2 separate regions of the Sus scrofa genome follow, and region 2 is linked to region 1. The links are chromatin contacts, called in public HiChIP or PLAC-seq maps. All regions are on one chromosome and are shown on one strand. Each heading gives the region's core, a stretch centred on a gene start, on an enhancer-like site or on the middle of the called end of the contact. The rest is flanking DNA. Distances are from core to core; before and after follow the strand shown.

Region 1 (5,803 bases), core at 2,759-5,258:
GAGAAAGGTGGAAGAAAAACTGTACCTAAGTTTAAGACTTACACAGCTACCACAATCAGGACAGTATGCCATTCATGGAAGGACCAACATACAGTCCTTCTTTGGTATGTGCAAGGGATTGGTTATAGGACCCCTGCAAATACCTAAATCTGCAGATGCTCAAGTCCCTTAAATATAATACCATAGTGTTTGTATATATCATATGCACATCTTCCCATATACTTTAATTAATTAATTAATTGTCTTTTTAGGGCCGCCCCGCAGCATAGGGAGGTTCCCAGACTAGGGGTGGAATCGAGCTGCAGCTGCTGGCCTACACCACAGCCATAGCAATGCCAGATCTGAATCCCATCTGTGACCTACACCACAGCTCATGGCAACACCAGATCCTTAATCCACAGAGCGAGGTCAGGGATTGAACCTACATCCTCATGGATACTAGTCAGATTTGTTTCTGTTAAGCCAGACGGGAACTCCACTCCCATATACTTTAAGTAATCTCTAGATTATTTATAATACCTAATACAATGTAAATGCTATGTAAACAGTTGTAAATACAATGTAAATGATATGTAAGTAACTGCCCACTCTCAGCAAAAAGTTTTACTTTTTGAAAACTTTCTGGATTTTTTTCCCCCAAATGTTTTCAATCTGCAGTTGGTTGACATCTGTGGATGTGGAACTTGTGGCTACAGAGGGCCAACCATTGTGATCAATGGAACAGAACAAAGAACCAAGAACTAGACCTGCGTAAGTATATAGCCAAATGATTTTGACAAGACGCAGAGCAATTCAATGAGTAAAGGTACTCTTTTCAAAAAATGGTGCTGAAAAATGGGATACCCATTTAAAAAAAAAAAAATGAACCTCAGGAGTTTCTGCTGTGGCACAGTGGATTAATGATGTGGCATCTCTGTGGCAGCACCAGTTCAATCCCTGGCCCACCACAGTGGGTAAAGGATTCAGCATTGCTGCAGCTGTGGTGTAGGTCGTAACTGCAGCTCAGATTCAATTCCTAGCCCAGGAACATCCATTTGCCACAGATGCTGCCAAAAAAGAAAAGAAAAAAAAAAAAAAGGAACCTCAATCTAATGTCACACTTCACACAAAAATTAACTCAAATTGGATCACTGACTTAACTGTTAAAATGTTTTGGGAAATAATGGTAAAATATTTGAGACCTACAACTAAATGAAAGCTTTTGAGACATGACACAGAAAGTATTATCCATTAACAATTCTGTTGATAAAATGGCTTAAAGACTTAAACATAAGACATGTTATCATAAAACTCCTAGAAGAGAACACAGGCACAACATTCTCTGACATAAATCATACAAATGTTTTCTTAGGTCAGTCTCCCAAGGTACAGAAATAAAAACAAAAATAAAACCTAATCAACCTTACAAGCTTTTTTGCACAGCAAAGAAAACGGTAAGAAAAACAAGACACCCTATGGAATGGGAGAAAACAACTGCAAATGTTTTGTATATTTTGGAGGGCTTAATCTCCAAAATATACAAAAGCTCATATAACTCAACAACAAAAAACAACCCAATCAAAAAATGGGCAGAAGACCTAAATAGACATTTCTCTAAAGAAGACATATGGATGGCCAGTAGGCACATGAAAAAATGCTCTACACCGCTAATTATCAGAGAAATGCAAATCAAAACCCAGTGAGGTACAACCTCACACCAGTCACAATGGCCCTCTTTCTATAAGTCTACAAGTAACAAATGCTGGAGAGGCTATACAGAAAAGGGAACCCTCCAACACAGCTGGTGGGAATGTAAACTGGTACAACCATCATGGAAAACAGAATTGGAGGTTTCTCAGAAAACTAAATATAGAGCTACCATATGATCCAATACTCCCACTCCTGGGCATATATCTGGACAAAACTACAACTCAAAAGGACACATACAGGAGTTCCCATCATGGCTCAGTGGTTAACGAATTCAACTAGGAACCATGAGGCTTTGGGTTCAATCCCTGGCCTTGCTCAGTGGGTTAAGGATCCAGCATTGCCATGAGCTGTGGTGTAGGTTGCAGATGCAGCTCAGATCCTGCGTTGCTGTGGCTGTGGCATAGGCCAATGGCTACAGTTCCAATTAGACCCCTAGCCTGGAAACCTCCATATGTCATGGAAGCAGCCCTAGAAATGGCAAAAAGAAAAAAAAAAAAAAAGACACATACACCCCTATGTTCACTACAGCACTATTCACAATAGACAAGATATAGAATCAACCTAAATATCTATCGATAGATGAACAGATTAAGAAGATGTGACACATACACACAATGGAATACTACTCAGCCATAGAAAAGAATGAAATAATGCCATCTGCAGCAACATGGATGGAACTAGAGATTCTCACACTAAGTGAAGTAAGTCAGAAAGAGAAAGAAAGATATATGATATCACTTCTATGTGGAATCTAAAATATGGTATGGATGAACCTATCTATAAAACAGAAACAGACCCACAGATATAGAGAATAGACTTGTGGTCGCCAAGGTGGTGGTGGTGGGGGGAGTGAGATGGACTGGCATTTTGGGGTTAGTAGATGTAAATTATTACATTTAGAATGGTTAAGCAATGAGGTCCTACTGTATAGCACAGGGAATATATCCAATCTCTTGGGAGAGAACATGATAGATGAATATGAGAAAAAGACTCTATCTATCTATCTATCTATCTATATGTATAAATAGGTCACTGTGCTGCACAGCAAAAACTGGCACATTGTAAATCAACCGTACTTTAATAAAAGTAATTTTTTTGATAAACTACTTTGTCAAAAATAACAGCCTTCAGAGTTTCCACTGTGGTGCAACAGGACTGGTGGCATCTTGTTGTCTTGGGGGCCTTGGGACGCAGGTTTGATATCCAGCCTGGCACAGTGAGTTAAGGATCTGGTGTTGCTACAGTTGCGGCTTAGATCACAGCTGCAGCTTGGATCTGATGCTTGGCCCAGGAACTCCATATGCCATGGGGCAGCCAAAAGAAAAAACAAAAACAACTTTCACTTTTCAAAAGATCCAGGGAAGTGGATGAAAAGATCCTCTAGGGAAAAATTTTCGCAAACCACACATACTAGAATACTTGAAAAACTCTCAAAACTCAACAACCTGATCAGAAAATGGGCAGAAAACATAAAACAGATGTTTCACTAAAGAGGATATACTGATGGCAAACAGATGCATGAAAAGATACTCAATATCACTAGCCATTAAGTAAATGTAAACTAAAGTCATTATGAAATATCATTATACACTCCTTTAGAACAACTAATATGAAAAAAGTTACAATACCAATGCAATATGGATGCAGATAAAATGGATCTCTCATACATTGCAAAGGGGTATGTAAGTATTTGCACTCATGGGCATTTATTTCAGAGAAATGAAAATGCTATATATGCAAAAACCTGTGCATGAATGTTCATTGCAGCTTTACCTCTAGTAGCCAAAAAAATGGAAAAACAACAAAAATTATCTTCAATAAATGAGTGGCTAAATAAATTGTGGTGCATCCATGCCATGGAGTAATATACCGCTATAAAAAGGAATGAACTACTAATACCTGCGACAACAAGGATGCATCTCAGGGGCATTATGTGGCATGAAAAAAAAAATCTCAAAAGTTCATATATTGTATGATTTCATTCTAATAACATTCTTCAAGTGATAAAATTAGAGATGGAGAACAGATTAATGTTTCCAGGGGTTAGAGATATGAGGAGTGGGGGGATATGACTATATAGGAGTAACACAGGGAAATACTGTGGTGATGAAAGTTTTGTATCTTGATTGTAGTTGTGGCAACAGGAATCTACATATGTGAAAAAGTGGTATAGAACTATACATACACATTGAACTAAATGCAATTTCCTAATCTTGATGTGGCACTATAGTTACTTAAAATGTAACCATTGAGGGAAACTGGGCAAAGGGTGCACTAGACCTCTTTGCACTACATCTGCAACTTCCTAAAAATCTGTTTAACTATTTCAAAACGGAAAGTTAAAAACACAGACAAATGACAGATGCCAATAGCAATGATACATAGGTTGGAATTATCTAACAAAGACTTTTTTTTTTTTTTTTTTGTCTTTTTGCCTTTTCCAGGGCCACTTCCCGTGGCATATGGAGGTTCCCAGGCAAGGGGTCTAATCGGAGCTGTAGTCACCAGCTTACGCCACAGCCACAGCCACGCGGGATCCGAGCCACGTCTGCAACCTACACCACAGCTCACGGCAACGCCGGATCCTTAACCCACTGAGCAAGGCCAGGGGTCGAACCTGCAACTTCATGGTTCCTAGTTGGATTCGTTAACCACTGCGCCATGACGGGAACTCCCTAACAAAAACTTTTAAAACAGCTATTATTAAATTTTCCTCTGGAGTTCCAGTTGTGGCTCAGCAGGTTAAGAATCCAACTAGTATCCATGAGGATACAGGTTTAATCTCTGGCCTTGCTCGGTGAGTTAAGAATCCAGTGTTGCTGCAAGGTGGCTGAGGTCAGAGATGCAGCCTGGATCAGGTGTTGCTGTGGCTGTAGCATAGGCCAGCAGTTGCAGCTCCGATTAGACCCCTAGCCTGGGAACTTCCATATGCCCCAGGTATGGCCCTAAAAAAAAAGAAAAAAAAAAGTTCCCTAGTACATATATAACTGAATCACCTTCTTGTACAGCAGAAATTATCACAACATTGTAAATCAACTATACATCAATAAAACTTTAAAAAATGAAAAATAAAATGCTCCCCCAAATAAGGGCAAACATTCTTAGAATTAATGGTATAAGGGGGAAAAAAACTAAATGGAAAATTTTAAATGGAAAAGTGCAATGACCAAAATAAAGAACATACACTCCATACACTTAATAGCAGCATAGAGATGACAGAGCAAAGACTCAGTATGCAGGCATACCTCAGAGAGAGTATAGTTTGATTCTAGACCACCGCAATAAAGCAAGTCACGTAAATTTTTTGGCTTTCCAGTGCATATAAAACTTTTGTTTACACTATAGTATAGTTTATTGTGTGCAATAAATTACATTATGTTCTTAAAAAAACAATGCATATGCTTTTATTTAAAATACTTTATTGCTAAAAAAAAATGTTAACCACCATCAACTGAGCCTTCAGTAGTCATGATACTAACATTAAAGATCACTAATCACAGATCTCCATAATAAATAGTGAAAAAGTTTGAAATACTGCAAGAATTACCAAAATGTAACACAAAGACACAAAGTGAGCAAATGCTTGAAAAATGACACCATTAGATTTGCTTGACACAGCACTGCCACAAACTTTCAATTTGTAAAAAAAAAAAAAAAAAATGCAGTATCCACGAAGTGCAACAAAGCAAAATACAATAAAATGAAGTACGCCTGTACTTGAAGATACATCAGTAGAAATTATTTAATCAACAAAGAGGAAAAAAAATGGGGGGGAAGGGCCCACACTCACAGCACATGGAAGGGGTTGAATCAGAACTACAGCTGCCAGCCTATGCCACAGCACAGCAATGCCAGATCCGAGCCACATCTGTGACCTTCACCACAGTTCATGGCAACACCGAATCCTCAACCCACTGAGCAGAGCCAGGGATCAAACCCGTGTCCTTGTGAATACTAGCTGGGTTTGTTACCACTGAGCCACAATGAGAACTCCAAAAAGAAAAAAAAGTTTTTAAATGAACAGAGTCCCAGAGACCTGTGGGACAAAAACGGACAGGGGAACATTTGTGTTGTTAGAACGCCAAAAGAAGAGAAAGAGTTTGGGGCAGTAAAA
Region 2 (5,806 bases), core at 3,194-5,693, 83 kb after region 1:
GTTTAATCTTTACAACAACCTTGTGTGATTGAATTATTAGTCCCATTTTACAGATGAATAAATTGAGGCTGAGAGGTTAAACTATTCTTGTTCAAGATCACAAGACTAGCAAGTCCAAGATGGTCTTCAGCCTAACAGCTCTGAGCTACTACATACAGTCTCCCTCTACTAGAAAATATTTACTTTGCTAGCTCACACAATAAGACATTGAAAACTTTTAATGGTTATTTTTCAAAACAATGCTTTAAACTGAATAGTGAAAAATTCAAATACAACAAACGTTTTAAGCAGCAGGGCCTTTCACTGCCATTTAGGGTTACCTTCTTCCAGCCTGCCCTACAGAATGCAGCGTTGATTTGGCATTTTTAACACTGCAGTTAAAGATTAGAAAAATAAAGCCATCTATGACCATGAAAAGCTCTGTGGAAGCTACGTTATAAACTATAGCTGAGAAAGACTAGTTTTTTCAGCAGTGTATTTAGATATGTTGGCATGTTATTAGACACATACTTGAGCCCATTCTGCATTTCACCCCTGTGTTTTTCAATTCAAAGAAGGATTTTTATTCTTCATGGAAACAAATGATAACAATATCATAAGCTATCTTCTCTAGATTATTTCCATCTAAGGTTATATAAACACAGAGTATTTATGATTTAATACACATTTTTTATCCTTACTGGGCTAAGTTGGTTTCCAAGAAAGAATAACAGAGGATTCCAGATCTTCTCCAGAGATTCAGTATTATCTCTCCTCCAACCCAGAACACTCAGCTCTTCACATCTGACACCAAGTTGATCAGATCCCCTACTTTCTCTCACGTACTTATTAGACTATCATGTGCATTGAATGTGACATCAAAATGAATAAGACAATGAGGCTTTCTTCAATGAGATCATGGTCTGGAAAAGAGAGACACAAAACTATAACATAATTACAGGGAGTATCCATCATGGCACAGCGGAAACGAATCCAACTAGGAACCACGAGGTTGTGGGTTTGATCCCTAGCCTTGCTCAGAGGGTTAAGGATCTGGCATTGCTGTGAACTGTGGTTGCAGACGCGGCTTGGATCTGCTGTTGCTGTGACTGTAGTGTAAGCTGGCAGCTGTAGCTCCAATTTGACCTCTAGCCTGGGAACCTCCATATGCTACGAGTACAGCCCTAAAAAGCAAAAAACAAAAACAAAAACAAAAACAAAACAAAACAAAAAAACCCCAAACTATAATTTCAATGAAAATACATTAAAAAATTCATTCCTAGAGAGAGAATATGGATTTTTTTCTTTTATACTTGCAGACAAACAATGGAGGTTTCAGACTCCTCTGTCACTCCCTCCCAACCCCAAAACACAACCACTGAATCTTCTCACATCTCTGCCTTCTCCTTTCCAGTAAATGTCATTTAGGTAGTTTTTCAGGCCCCAAACTTCTGCTGTCAATGTCCATGCTTGTCCCTTCCTCTTTGCTCCCAATCCAATCTATCAGTGGGTACCACTGGTTCAAACTGCAAAACACATTCAGCAGTCAACCAGTCCCCATTTGATGGCTACCCTGCAGATCCAGGAGCCATCATTTCTCACTTGGACAGCTGCAGTACTTCCCCAATGGATTCTGTTTCCACTTCTTCCATTTTTGCTCCATGACAACCTATTCTTCACAGAGCAGTCAGAGAACATTTTTTAAAGTGCACACCAGGTTGTTACAGCCATAGTGGTGTAAGATGGGGGTTGATCGCCCCCCATCACTAGATAACTGGACAAACTATATCAGACAACTGTTTTCAGACATTAGACACCTGGCAGCACAGGACTATTATTTCTGAGACAAAGGAAACAATAAGGTGAGCCCTATGGTTGTCCTGGTTACCAGAGGCAGTTTCCAGGCCTCAAGCAGACAGCACAAATCCAAACAGATCCTGGAGGTCTTACTGAAGTGAAGAGACAGAGATCAGAGTTTGGTGAGGCCAAGGCAGCTAGAATTTGTGGAGCACCGTTTTTTAAAAAGACTTTACTTTCCACATGAAAACACCTTGGTTCCCAGGTCACAAATCAACTGACTGTTTAAGTGTGAGTCTATTTCTCAGCTTTCAACTTCAGTTCCCTTTATCTATTTATCAATCACTACATCCTTATCATGCTGTCTTAATTTCACTCTCTCTAAACAGTCTTGTGATAAGATAGTGTATGTCTTTGAGCTTCGTTCTTTTTCAAGTTTGTTTTGGCTATTCTAGGTCTCTCACATTTCATAAAATTTTTAGTGTCAGTTTATCAATATCTAGAAAAAATCTATTAAGATTTTAGTTGGAATTGTGTAGAACTTACAGATCTTTTATAAGATTATTAGTGAATACTGTGTCTTTTAATCCATGATTATGATGTAACTCCATTTATTGTTTTCTTTACTATCTCAACTGTGTTTTGTATTTTTCAGTGTAGAAGTCTTACACAAATTTTGTAAATCTATTCATAAATTGTTTATATTTTTGATGCTATTGTAAATGGTATTAAAGTTTTTATTTTCCAATTATGACAATAAACAGAAATATAATTGATTTTTGTATATTGACCTAATATTCTATGACTAAAATTCAGGTTTTAGACCTACTAGTTTTTCTGTACATTCATTTTGGTATTTCTTTATAAATGATCATATCATCTGTGAATAATGACAATTTTACTTATTCCTTTATATTCTTTAGTTTCATTGTGGTCAGGGCCCATACTTTGTAAATATCAATATTTTTGAAATTTCATGAAACTTGTTTTATGGCTTAGCAGGTGGCCATGTTGGTGGATGTTCCGGAAACACTCTAAAGATGTTTTCTCGTTGTCTCTGGCATTCATTTCTTCTCACAAAATATCATTTCCCTGATGAAATGCCATCATATATCACTGTTCCTCCATATGTAATGTTTTTCACTGATGGCTTTCAAGAGTCTCTTTATTTCAATAGTCTCTTTTTGATAGTTGAACTATGAAGTGTGTAGTTGTGATTTTCTTGTATTTATCTTGCTTGGAATTTGTTGACCTGCTTGGATATGTAAGTAGATTATTTCCATGAAATTTTTTTCTTTCATCTGTTTTTTTCTTCAGCTCTTTTTGGATCTTATTTGTTTTCTCTTTTCATTCAAAATGTGTAGAGATTTGGTTTAGTGTATTCACTAAACTTAGTGAAAAAGAAAATTAAAAGCAGGAGACTTCTATTACTTTTTGTCTGCCCTGTATTCCTTCCTTTTTGGAATTGCCATTTTCCAACTCCATGTGACTTTTTAAAAATAAATTCATATATATTTGTACACCCATGTTCACAGCAGCATTATTCACTATAGCATAAAGGTGGAAGCAACCCAAGTGTCCATCAGCAAATGAATGGATAAGCACAATGTAGTATATGCACACGATAGAATACCATTCATCCCTAAAAAAGGAAGGAAACTCTGAACATGCTAGATCATGGGTTCTTGAGGACAACATGCCAAGCAAAATAAACTAGTCACACACACACACTACTGTGTGATTCCACTTATATGAGGGACCTAGAGTCATCAAATTCATAAAGACAGAAAGAATGGTGGCTGCCAGCAGGGAGAAGGAGATTTTTTCATGAGGATAGAGTTCCAGTTTCACAAGATGAAAAGAGTTTTGAAGATGGATAGTGATGATGGGTATGAAACAATGTAAATGTACTTAATGCCACTGAATGGTATGCCTAAAAATGGTTAACATGGAAAATATTATGTGTAATTTGTCAATAAAAATTTTTGATTTAAAAAAAGCCTAACAGTTGTCCAGCCGTCTTGATAGTCATTTTCAAGCTACTAGGATCATAGGTCAATTTGATGCTGAAGACTATTAGAGTCTCTAACAGGGCATAGCACTGTCGACATACAGACACAGAGCTGAGACAGCTCAAACTCGGACCTCATTGAATCCTCACAGAGACCAGGCACGGAGAGCAAAAAGAAGTGACTGGTCCGAGAACGCACAGCCTCTAAGGAAAAGAGCAAGACCAAGGATGAGAATCCAGTCCTGGAACCAGAGCAATATCTCTGGAAGGTCAGGCCTGGATAAGAGCCATCTCTGTGTCACCATTCGTTGGCAAGAGGCCTGCACATAGTAGGTGCCCAACAAAAATGTGTTGAATAAATGAAATGTGCTGAACTAGGTATTATATTTCCTCCTGAGCGGTTCAAGATTAACGAAGGAGTGTGGTGGTTTTGTGAAGTATCACCTTGGCTGCGGTGGAGGGGCTCCATGTCCCATAATTCACATCCTGAAGGTTTCCAGTTAGAAAAGACCACAGAGGCATGTCATAAGACATTTGGAGGATGGAGGCGAAACAGAAGCCACTTTTGTGCTTTCTTGCGCAGTCTGGGCAGGCTCACCCACGCTATCTGCTGGCTCACTCGATTGACGCGGGGCGAGGCAGGGGCTGGGCTTGCAAACGCTCGCCTTTCCCTGCAGCTCCGTCAGCCTCCTGACGCCTGAGTGGATGTGAGTTTAGCTTCCACAGAAAGATCACTGGCTTTCTCAGGAAGGACACTCTGAGATAGCATAACTTTCAAGAAGCTTTCTCCAGGGAGGAGACCTTCCTTCCACTGGGCTTTCATAGTATTTGCTTCTATATCAGTATCTACATTCTTCCTTGTATCCAAGCTATTTGTTTTAATGACTAAAGTACGAGTTCCTGAAGGAAAAGGCCTCCCCACATGATTCTGAGAAGGCTATAATCACTTACGACTTTCTCTTTACTGCTATTGGGAAGTACCAGACCCAAGTTGACCAATCAGAATATTTCCTCCCTCTGGCCACCGCGATTGGCTCCAGTGATAAGTTCGGGATCAAAGTCAGCCAATCGGAATTTTCTGGAGGTCAGTGTGCCAAGGGAGGGAAAGAGATTTGTTCTTTTTTCAATTGCCATTACTTTTAACATTCAAATTAATCCTACAATATATATTTTTTTCTTTTTTTGCCTCTGCGTGAAAATGAAGTCAATACAATAAAGTAAGATTCAGACTTGGAGAGAGCCCACTGAAGACACGGTATTTGGATCCAGCAGTGCCTGGAGCCAGCCCATCCTCTGAGACGCTGGGTTATCTGGCAACGAAGTCTAACCCATGTCGCTTTCGGTAAAGTTTCTATTCCTTGCTGATGGAGTCCTGGTTAATATAGTTAAATAAACAGAACATGTATTTATTTGGTACTACAATAGTATTTGTGTCAATAGGCCTTAAAAAGCAACCTCTAAAATGCTAATCCTTTCAGGAAGCTGCTTTGATGTTGAAGAAATTGTACCCTTTCCTTCTAATATATTCTATACAAATCCAAACTCAAACTGCTATTTTTTTTTCCTGCAAAGCATTAACGATACCTTTTCTATCCATGTTCTTAATTTATACTGTATACCCTTCCTGGGCAATCTTATACACTCTCATTGTTTTTCAACCACCTCTATGCTGATGAAAGTAAATTCACATGGCTTGCTTAATCCTCTCCTCAAAGCTTCAAGAATCAGATATCCAGTTGCACTTTACTATTTCCCAAGCACTTCAAAGTTAACCTGTCAAAAGTGAATGAATCATCTTCCCCACTAACCATGCTCTTTTTATTTTAACTTAAAAATATTAATTGATGAACACACAATCTACCCGACCTCTAAAGGAAGGTGACATCCTTGACTCTTTGCCTTTCACCTTCTATGTACAATCAAGCCATCAAGGCAAACTATTGATTTTTGTCTTCCAATTTATTAAATGCATGTTCTCCTCTCACTACTACCATAATCTATTACAATAACATACAATTT

The links. HiChIP or PLAC-seq counts read pairs in DNA pulled down with a chosen protein or histone mark.
Region 2: an H3K27ac HiChIP or PLAC-seq map of alveolar macrophages shows a contact between it and region 1. The contact joins two enhancer-like sites. A contact is called at or near these places in 2 of 47 Hi-C or Micro-C datasets (adipocytes and embryonic fibroblasts) and 1 of 2 datasets of contacts at active chromatin or transcription factors (alveolar macrophages).

Annotation. Positions count from the first base shown.
Region 1 is chr6:106,291,698-106,297,500 of Sscrofa11.1, forward strand. All of the region lies in intron 1 of ROCK1 (rho-associated protein kinase 1), which reads right to left. Among named protein-coding and RNA genes, the nearest start is that of ROCK1, 20 kb to the right of the region's middle. Within about 2 kb of position 4,009, at least 1 of the 83 cell types and tissues checked has an H3K27ac peak or open chromatin away from gene starts, as enhancers often do. A contact at or near this core is called in alveolar macrophages, where this site is marked.
Region 2 is chr6:106,374,383-106,380,188 of Sscrofa11.1, forward strand. The region is part of intron 5 of LOC102157456 (formin-like protein 5); the gene reads right to left. Among named protein-coding and RNA genes, the nearest start is that of ROCK1, 62 kb to the left of the region's middle. Within about 2 kb of position 4,444, at least 15 of the 83 cell types and tissues checked have an H3K27ac peak or open chromatin away from gene starts, as enhancers often do. A contact at or near this core is called in alveolar macrophages, where this site is marked.